Regions from separate parts of the Mus musculus genome. Here region 1 is linked to region 2. A link is a contact called in public Hi-C data. All regions are on one chromosome and are shown on one strand. Each heading gives the region's core, a stretch centred on a gene start, on an enhancer-like site or on the middle of the called end of the contact. The rest is flanking DNA. Distances are from core to core; before and after follow the strand shown.

Region 1 (4,303 bases), core at 1,160-3,659, 36 kb after region 2:
AAATTGCAAATAAGAGACTGGAGAAAGGCTCAGCAGTTAAGAGCACTCACTGCTCTTCCAGAGGTCTTGAGTTCAATTCCCAGCAACCACATGGTGGCTCACAACCATCTGGTATCCAATACCTTCTTCTAGTTTGTCTGCAGACAGCGACAATGTACTCACATACATACAATAAATAAATATTTTTAAAATGCAAATAAGCTGAAAACAAGCCCAATCTGTATCAACAGACCAGAAATGTTAAGGACAGATAAAAGCTGAACTGAGGCACAAGGCCCATAGACCCAGTTATTTGGAAAGCAAGAGAATCGTAAGTTCAAGGCCTCCAAGATGGCTACAGAGCAAAGTCACTACAGATCCTGCTTCAAAAGAAAAGGTAAACATGAGGTTACAGCCAGTGGCCAATACTTGTTGCCTGCCTAGACTGGAAGACCCTAGGTTCAAACATGCATAATGAGAAGGAGGAGGGGTGGGGGAAGGAGGAGGAGGAGCAGCAGCAGCAGCAGCAGCAGCAGCAGCAGCAGCAGCAGCAGCGCACCTCACCTCCATATGTCAATAGTCACATAGCTTAATAGTCATTTGGTGTAACTTGAAATCATGATAGTTAAAGAACTAGGTTTCAGAAGCAAGCCACCAGAGGCCATCCAGAAGCTCAGATAGGAGCCTAGCCCAGACAGGGCCAGTGTGCTAATGAACTAACCCCAAGATGGTGTTGATATGGAAGTAAACCAATCTCAAGCTGTGGGCCCTAAGAGTACAACGCTAACACCACTACCTCCCCCCCCCCCCTAATAAATTCTGAAACTTTGAGAATGGTGTCTCTAGCCAGTGACAAGAAGACTTGAGACATTGGCCTCAGTGACTAAGGAACTTCAGGTACTGTTGCCAAGCCCACACAGGACCAAGTCAATGTCCTGCTCTTAAGTGTCTCCTGGGACCTCCAGCGATGCAATATTCCACCCAGCCTGCCACAGCTGAAGGATTTTCACAGCAAATGTGGGTTCAGCCCTCAGCTTCCAAAGCATCATTGCCAGAAGACTCCCCAGTAGAACCCTGCTGCAGCACTTCTACCCAAGCACTGTTACACGCTTGGTGAAATGTATGTGTAAATTTTCTACTAGCATGATATCATGAGGAATGCTTGTGTGGATAAACCAGGCATATTCAAAAGACAAATCCTGCAGGAGATTTAAATAGTAGAGCACCTTACCACCTACCAGCTCCTGCTTCTCCTAGTGACAATTCATTTATAAATCTCAATTCGATGTACTCAACAACAAAAACAATAAGAACATTAAAAACTGCAGAAGGATTAAATGGCAAAACAGACTTGATAGCCACATTTTAAAAAACCCACATCACATGCTTATGAGCATAAGCACGTTAAGAAACCCATAAAACAACAACAACAAACCATACATACTGGCAACATTACACGGATTCAGCAGGTTATAGCTAGGAATATATATGTGTGTGTGTACATATTTGCAACTGTTATTGGTGAAAATGAACCACTGAATTTGAAAGAGAGTAGGGAGGTTTGTAAGGGAGGGTTTGGAGGGAGGAAGGGGGGAGGAGAATCTAAGTAAATTATAATCTCTAAAATAAACAACAACAAATGCGCCTGACTGTACAGTGTTATACTTTAAGGATAGGATGAAGGAACCTTCTGTTTTTCTTTTTTATTATTAGATATTTTCTTCATTTACATTTCAAATGCTATCCCCAATACCCCCCCCAAACCCACCCACTCCTGCTTCCTGGCCCTGGCATTCCCTCATAATGAGGCATATAATCTTCGCAAGACCAAGGGCCTCTCCTCCCATTGGTGGCCTTGTACAAGGCCATCTTCTGCTACATATGCAGCTAGAGTCAAGAGCTCTGGGGTACTGGTTAGTTCATATTATTGTTCCACCTATAGGGTTGCAGACCCCTTCAGCTCCTTGGGTACTTTCTCTAGCTCCTTCATTGGGGGCCCTGTGTTCCATGGAACTTCCTGTTTTCCAAACAAAATCTCTAACATCTACAGATGCCTGCAACAAGCATGGTATTCAATCCTAAGAACGCATAAGCGGCTGCCTCTAGGAATGCTGGGTCCGGAGACAAAGAGTTGGGCATTCCCACGCTACTCCTCACGGAGACTTCGGATTTTAGAACAAATCTCGGGCGCTAGGGCAGCAATGTTAACGAGCGAACAGAGCAGAAGTTAGACGCCCGAGAAGAGTCAGGCGGGGACCCGGCCGATCGGTCCGCGAGGCTGAGCGAGCAGAGGACCTACCTTGGTGAGGACAGCAGCTCGAGGCCGTGGTTACCCAGGGCTCGCAGCGCCTCAGACCCACGGAGGCCCGGGCAAGGGCTCCACGCGTGTCCGCAGACTGAAACTCCGCTCGCCTTCCTCGTCCACTTCCCCAGCACGGACAAATAGCGCTGGATTTCAAATCCCGAGAGCCCGCCCCCCGGTGCCTGCGATTGGCCCGCGCAGAGGTTGCGACACGGCGCGTCTTCCGGAACTCCAGGAAACAGGAGCACAGCCCAGAGCGGCCCGAGGCTGTGAGAGCGGAAAGCGTCCGACCGAAGCCCCTCGGTTGCTCGTGGAGTTTGTTTCTCTCCACAAGGCGGGCCCCCGGGAGCGCCTCGCCACTCCTCCCGTGATGCTCCGCGGGGAGAAAACCCCACGACGGTTGACGCCCAGCGGCGCTTACCGAGGCGCGATTTACTAAATTTGACCCTTGCGGGCCACACTTGTTAGTTCTAGGCTGCGCTTTCTCAGTGTAGTCCGTTTCTGAGGAGAAAAACTGCTTTAGAGAGTTTGAAAGAATTTTTCTTTCAGTTTGCTGTTTAGATTTTCTTCGGGCCAGGAAAAAAAAAAAAAAAAAGTTGCTCCCAAGTAGTAGACTGAACTGGCTCTTCCAGAGGTCCTGAGTTAAATTCCCAGCAACCACATGGTGGCTCACAACCATCTGTAATGGGATCGGATGCCCCCTTCTGGTGTGTCTGAAGACAGCTACAGTGTTCTTTATAATAAATCTTTGGGCCGGAGGGTGGCGCACGCCTTTAATCCCAGCACAGAGGCAGAGGCAGGCGGATTTCTGAGTTCGAGGCCAGCCTGGTCTACAAAGTGAGCTCCAGGACTATACAGAGAAACCGTCTCCAAAACAAAACAAACAAAAAAATTCAATTCCCAACAACCACATGAAGGCTCAACCTTGTACACAACCATATCTGTACAACTATAGTGTACTCAATATACATAAAATAAATAAATTAATCTTTAAAAAAAAAATCTAAGGACCATAGTAGAATTTCTTTTCTCAGTGAATGTCGGTTGCAGTGCGTTTTGTGGCACTGGTTCCTGAAGTCTGTTTTGCCACTTGATAGTACATGCCTGTTATCCTAAGACTGGGAGGTTGAGGCAAGAGGATGGAGAATCAATCGGAGGGCAGCCTGTAGTATGTGTTGGGGCTCTGAAAGGAACTGCTTCCCCTACAGATGTGTTATATCTCTTCCTCAGCTGCCAGGGAAGGTATCCACAAAGCTGGCATAGCAGTTCTGCTCCAGCGGTTGAGACACAACACACCTCACACAGGAGAGTGGTTGCCTTTAGAAGAAGCAGGGACCTGAGCTTGATTGAGGCAGGGATATTATATTGGAATTCTTGGCGGGGGACCCCGAGGGTGGAGACCGAGGGACTCTGTTTCTTAACCTTAGTCTTGGGCTTGCGATCAAGTAAAGGTCAAGGTGGTTTTTCTCTTAGCCCTGGTCTTAGGGTCAAGTCAGGAGCATGGTGTTTTTCATTTGCCCTTTGACCATACCTCTATTGACTCACAATCCCAACAGGGGGCCTGGGAATGCGGTGGGGGGTGGGGGTGGGGATCATGAATTTAACATTAAGAATGGAAGTGGGCTAAGTGGATAATGTAGCTCTGCTCTCAGCTAGTCCAAAGGCTTAGGTAGTAGATTAAAATTTTAAATCTATCTTGGGTCACAGAATGAGTTTGAGGCCAGCAGGGATGACCTAACGAGATCCAGTCTCAAAACCTAAAGAGTGCTAGGGTGTGGTTTCATGGCAGATTACTTACTATGCACAAGGCTCTAGGTCCTTGTCCTAGGGAAAAGAAATTTAAGTGACTTTTTTCAGATTTCTGAATCATAAGTCAACCAACTATTCTAAGTTAGAAGCAAGTGAGAGGAGAGGAAAGCATCAGGGAGGGAGAAAATGCCCTTGCAGGGCCATGAGAAAATGACTGAGTGTGGATCTGAATTAAATTTGGGAGTAAAGGTGGTCAAATTCCAGGCTAAATAA
Region 2 (3,907 bases), core at 259-2,758:
CCATGAATTTGAAAAGGGGCAAGTGGGTAGAGAAGGTTTGGAGGGAAGAACGAGAAGGGGGAATAATGTAATTATAATCTCAGAAAATAAAAGAATTTTCATAAAAACTTGTCTTTTGACACTGCAGACTCCTGTAGCTCTAATTGGACTTCATCTCCTGACCCTCTAAGTGTTGGAATTACTAGTCTGTTCCAGTGGAGTCCCAGCTCTAAAGTATTTGTTTTTGAGATAGTACTGGGGATTAGACTCAGAGTCTATGTGCATACCAGAGAAATGCTCTACTACTAAGTCATGTTCTCACCAATCCAAACAGATGTGTCTTTTGTCCAGGCTCTATTCATTATTAAAACAACCTTCAATTAAAGTTTTCCTATGTTTGGATTTTTTTTTGGTTTTTCGAGACAGGGTTTCTCTGTGTAACCCTGGTTGTCCTGGAACTCACTTTGTAGACCAGGCTGGCCTAGAACTCAGAAATCCGCCTGCCATGCCTCCTGAGTGCTGGGATTAAAGGCGTGTGCCACCACCGCCCGGCCCCTATGTTTGGATTTTAAATACTCACTAAATCTAAGAGAATCTGAAGGGCTGGAGAGATGGCTCAGTGATTAAGAGCACTGACTGCTCTTTCGAAGGTCCTGAGTTCAAATCCCAGCAATCACATGGTGGCTCACAACCATCCGTGATGAGATCTGACTCCCTCTTCTGGTGCATCTGAAGTCAGCTACAGTGCAAATCTGTAGACTGGAGTGAGCAGGGCTGACCAGAGCGAGCAACCTTCATTCCCAGCAACCACATGATGGCGCACAACCATGAGTACAGCTACAGTGTTCTCATATACATAGATAAATAAAGAGTCTGAAACTGATTCAAAGCTATAAAAGCCATAAATCAGTCTGGAATCAGTTGTTGAGTAGGTACAGTGTTTTCATATATTGCTTAAAATGTCCCTTCTGGACTGGTATTTTCCAGTCAGATTTCAAAGGAGAATTTTCACCCATGTATATCTTGGTTCAGTTCCTCCAGTCTAGGAGCTGTCGTCTATAATCCTACAGTGCTATATACACTTTCTTCACTACTAGCTTCATATTAGGATTAGATTAGTTTGTAAGTTCCTGGAGGGCAGAGACAGTTATACAACTTATAATTACCACAGTTTATCAAGCATTATAACATATAGTGTAGGATAAATAATAAAACACACTTACTGTTTTTTTCCTAATGTTGCCCCAGACAAGGCCACCATTACTCTTGCCATATTTTTTAGCATTTTTTTGCATTTGGTAAACATATCTATCACAATTATTCCTGTATAAATATAAAATAATACCAAGATGTCAAATCAACATCATGTTAAACAGCAATCAATAAAAGTCTAAAATTTTCTTAACTATATTCAAAAGACTATAGTAGAAAACTTTGTTTTGCTAATTGGTCACTATCCTACTGTGGCTATTTGAAGAAGAATGGCCCCCATATTCTTAAAGGTTTGAAAGCTTAGTCATCAGTGGTAGCATTACATGAGAAGGGTTGGAGGAAGTATGTGACTGGGGTGGGCTTTGAGGTTTTAAAAGCCCAAACCAAGCCCTGGGTCTTTGCCATTTCCTGCTGATCTGGATGTAGAACTCTAGCTACTTCTCCAGCACCATGTCTGCTAGCAAGCCACCATGCTCCTGCCATAATAATTAACTAATAAACATCTGAGTCGGTAAGCAAGCCCCAATTAACTGCTTTCTTTTCTAAGAGTTGTAGTCAGAGTGTCTCTTCACAGCAAAAGACCAAGAGCTAGGGTACCATCTAGGTTTATCCCTAAGACTGTTCACTTCCTGTTTTTACTACTTTTGTTGTTCACTTCCATTAATCAAAACCAAATGTCACAGTTGACCTTTTAGACATGCCTGGTATAAAAACTATCCATTTACATCTTCCAATTATATCAAGTCTCAATCTAACTTAGCAAGTCTTTTCTTTCTATATAATTGTGTTTCTTGTTTGATTAACATACATAACTTAATCACAAACATTGTTGTACAAATGAATAAACCCACAGCTGCTAATATTTGCTTAGTGAATGATAGGTCTACCCAGATTAACACCCTATGGGTCTACTTTCCCAGCGATTGTTTGGTATAACAGAAGTTAAAGTTTTTCACTTTACAATTGTTCTCAAATTGTCATAAAAAGTAACCCTGTACACACGCACATCCCTTTTCACTTTTAGAGACAGTGTAGTCTCTTACTGTGTAGTCCTGCCTGTCCCCAAACTCAATGCTCCCTCTGTCTTGATTCCAAAGTGTTGGAATTAAAGGCATGCTTAGCAAATTAACTTCTAGTTGTTTTGAACACTGCACTACAAAAGTAGGATTCCTGCGTCAATGTACATGGTTATAGTAATATATGCCAACAAATTGCAGCTGCACAGATAATACTGATTAATAGTTTTTCACTATCATGTTGTAAAAAAGGGTTACTGTTTCACTGTTAATTTGCAGTAATGCTAAATATATTCCAGGGAACGTTTTTTGTATTATGTTATATTCCTTTTACAAAGGTTTTAATTGATAGTATTAGTTTTAATTATGTGTGCATGTGGGAGTTGGGGTGGAGATTATACACATGAGTGCACTGCCCATGGAGGCCAGAAGAGGAAGTCAGATCTCCTAACTCAAGTTCCCTGTAAGAGCACTAAGTACTCTTTTTCCCATTGAGCCATTTCCCCAGACCCAGCAGAACAGTTTTTTCTCTGATCATCTTAATATTATAGACAGCGATTGGTGGCAGATAAAACATAATATTAAATCTTTTCATTAGTGATTTATGGGTTTTGCATTTGAGTTAGAAAGATTGTTAATTCATAGTATAATATCACAAAGGATCACTATATATTTCAATTAAAATTATTCTACTTCCAATATTATACATTGAGATAACCCATAACTTGCTGAAACTAAACATGCTTAATTTTTAGGAACTATTTATGCTTCAGTTTTTTAAATGATAACTTCCCCTTGATGTTTTTAAGTTTATCAATTTACAAAATGTTTCAATGTTCTTGAATATTAAATTAACTTGAATATAAAATGAACCTCACATTCACACTTACCTTTCTATAGCGGCTAGCATGCTGGGGCTGAAATGCTGACATTGTGGAGTAGTGCTTCTCAATGGTGAAGTAATAATTGATGATGGAGATGCTGGATCCCTGTCCATATCTAGCAGAAAATCATCATCTTGACTGTATTGAAAACTTGGCAACTAGAAAACAAATATTTTCACTAAGTTCTCAAATTTATCTCATCACAAAATAATTTTGTGGACTAAGTTGTTTTCTCTATAATTTTTTCAAGTTTTATAATTAAAACTAATAGAACACAGAACAGACACTACAAAAACCATTTTCTCTTGTACAAAATAAACACAATTATACCTATTTCTAAAGGCTGTGGAGAACAGAGGTAGTCAAGTGTTTTCTAAGCATGTTAAAAGCTTTTAGTCTTTATGATCCATATAGTCCCAATTATTCAAGTCTGTTACTGCAGTATGAAGGCTGTAATATACAATACAAAAGCAAACCACTATGTTCCACTAAAACTTTGTTTATAAAAACAGGTGAAAGGGCCACCAGGACAGCACAGCCAGTAAACATCCTTGTGTGTTTAAAGGTAAAGGTTAAACTCACTGAGAAGTGGTGGAGACAGAGCCTAGAGCATTAGCACATATAATCACTAAGATGCATACTGTACGGGCTGGTTTTGTGTGTCAACCTGACACAAGTTGGAGTTATCACAGAGAAAGGAGCCTCCCTTGAGGGAATACCTCCATGAGATCCAGCTGTAAGGCATTTTCTCAAATAGTGATCAAGTGGGGAGGTCCCCTTGTGGGTGGTGCCATCTCTGGGCTGGTAGTCCTGGAT

Evidence for each region. A called contact is a pair of places that touch in the nucleus more often than the background predicts.
Region 1: a Hi-C map of the HPC-7 cell line shows a contact between it and region 2, with 1.8 times the contacts expected there. The contact joins the promoter of Mis18bp1 here to the enhancer-like site in region 2. A contact is called at or near these places in 1 of 39 promoter capture datasets (macrophages), 1 of 484 Hi-C or Micro-C datasets (the HPC-7 cell line), 3 of 115 datasets of contacts at active chromatin or transcription factors (the SCID.adh cell line and embryonic stem cells) and 4 of 9 other capture datasets (adipose tissue, embryonic stem cells, liver and 1 more).

What each region holds. Positions count from the first base shown.
Region 1 is chr12:65,170,171-65,174,473 of GRCm38.p6, forward strand. It overlaps Mis18bp1 (MIS18 binding protein 1), which reads right to left and starts at 2,410. Exons shown (of 14, transcript NM_172578.2): 1 at 2,279-2,410.
Region 2 is chr12:65,135,548-65,139,454 of GRCm38.p6, forward strand. It overlaps Mis18bp1 (MIS18 binding protein 1), which reads right to left. Exons shown (of 14, transcript NM_172578.2): 11 at 3,098-3,249; 12 at 1,203-1,302. Among named protein-coding and RNA genes, the nearest start is that of Mis18bp1, 35 kb to the right of the region's middle. Within about 2 kb of position 1,509, at least 2 of the 459 cell types and tissues checked have an H3K27ac peak or open chromatin away from gene starts, as enhancers often do. A contact at or near this core is called in the HPC-7 cell line, where this site is marked.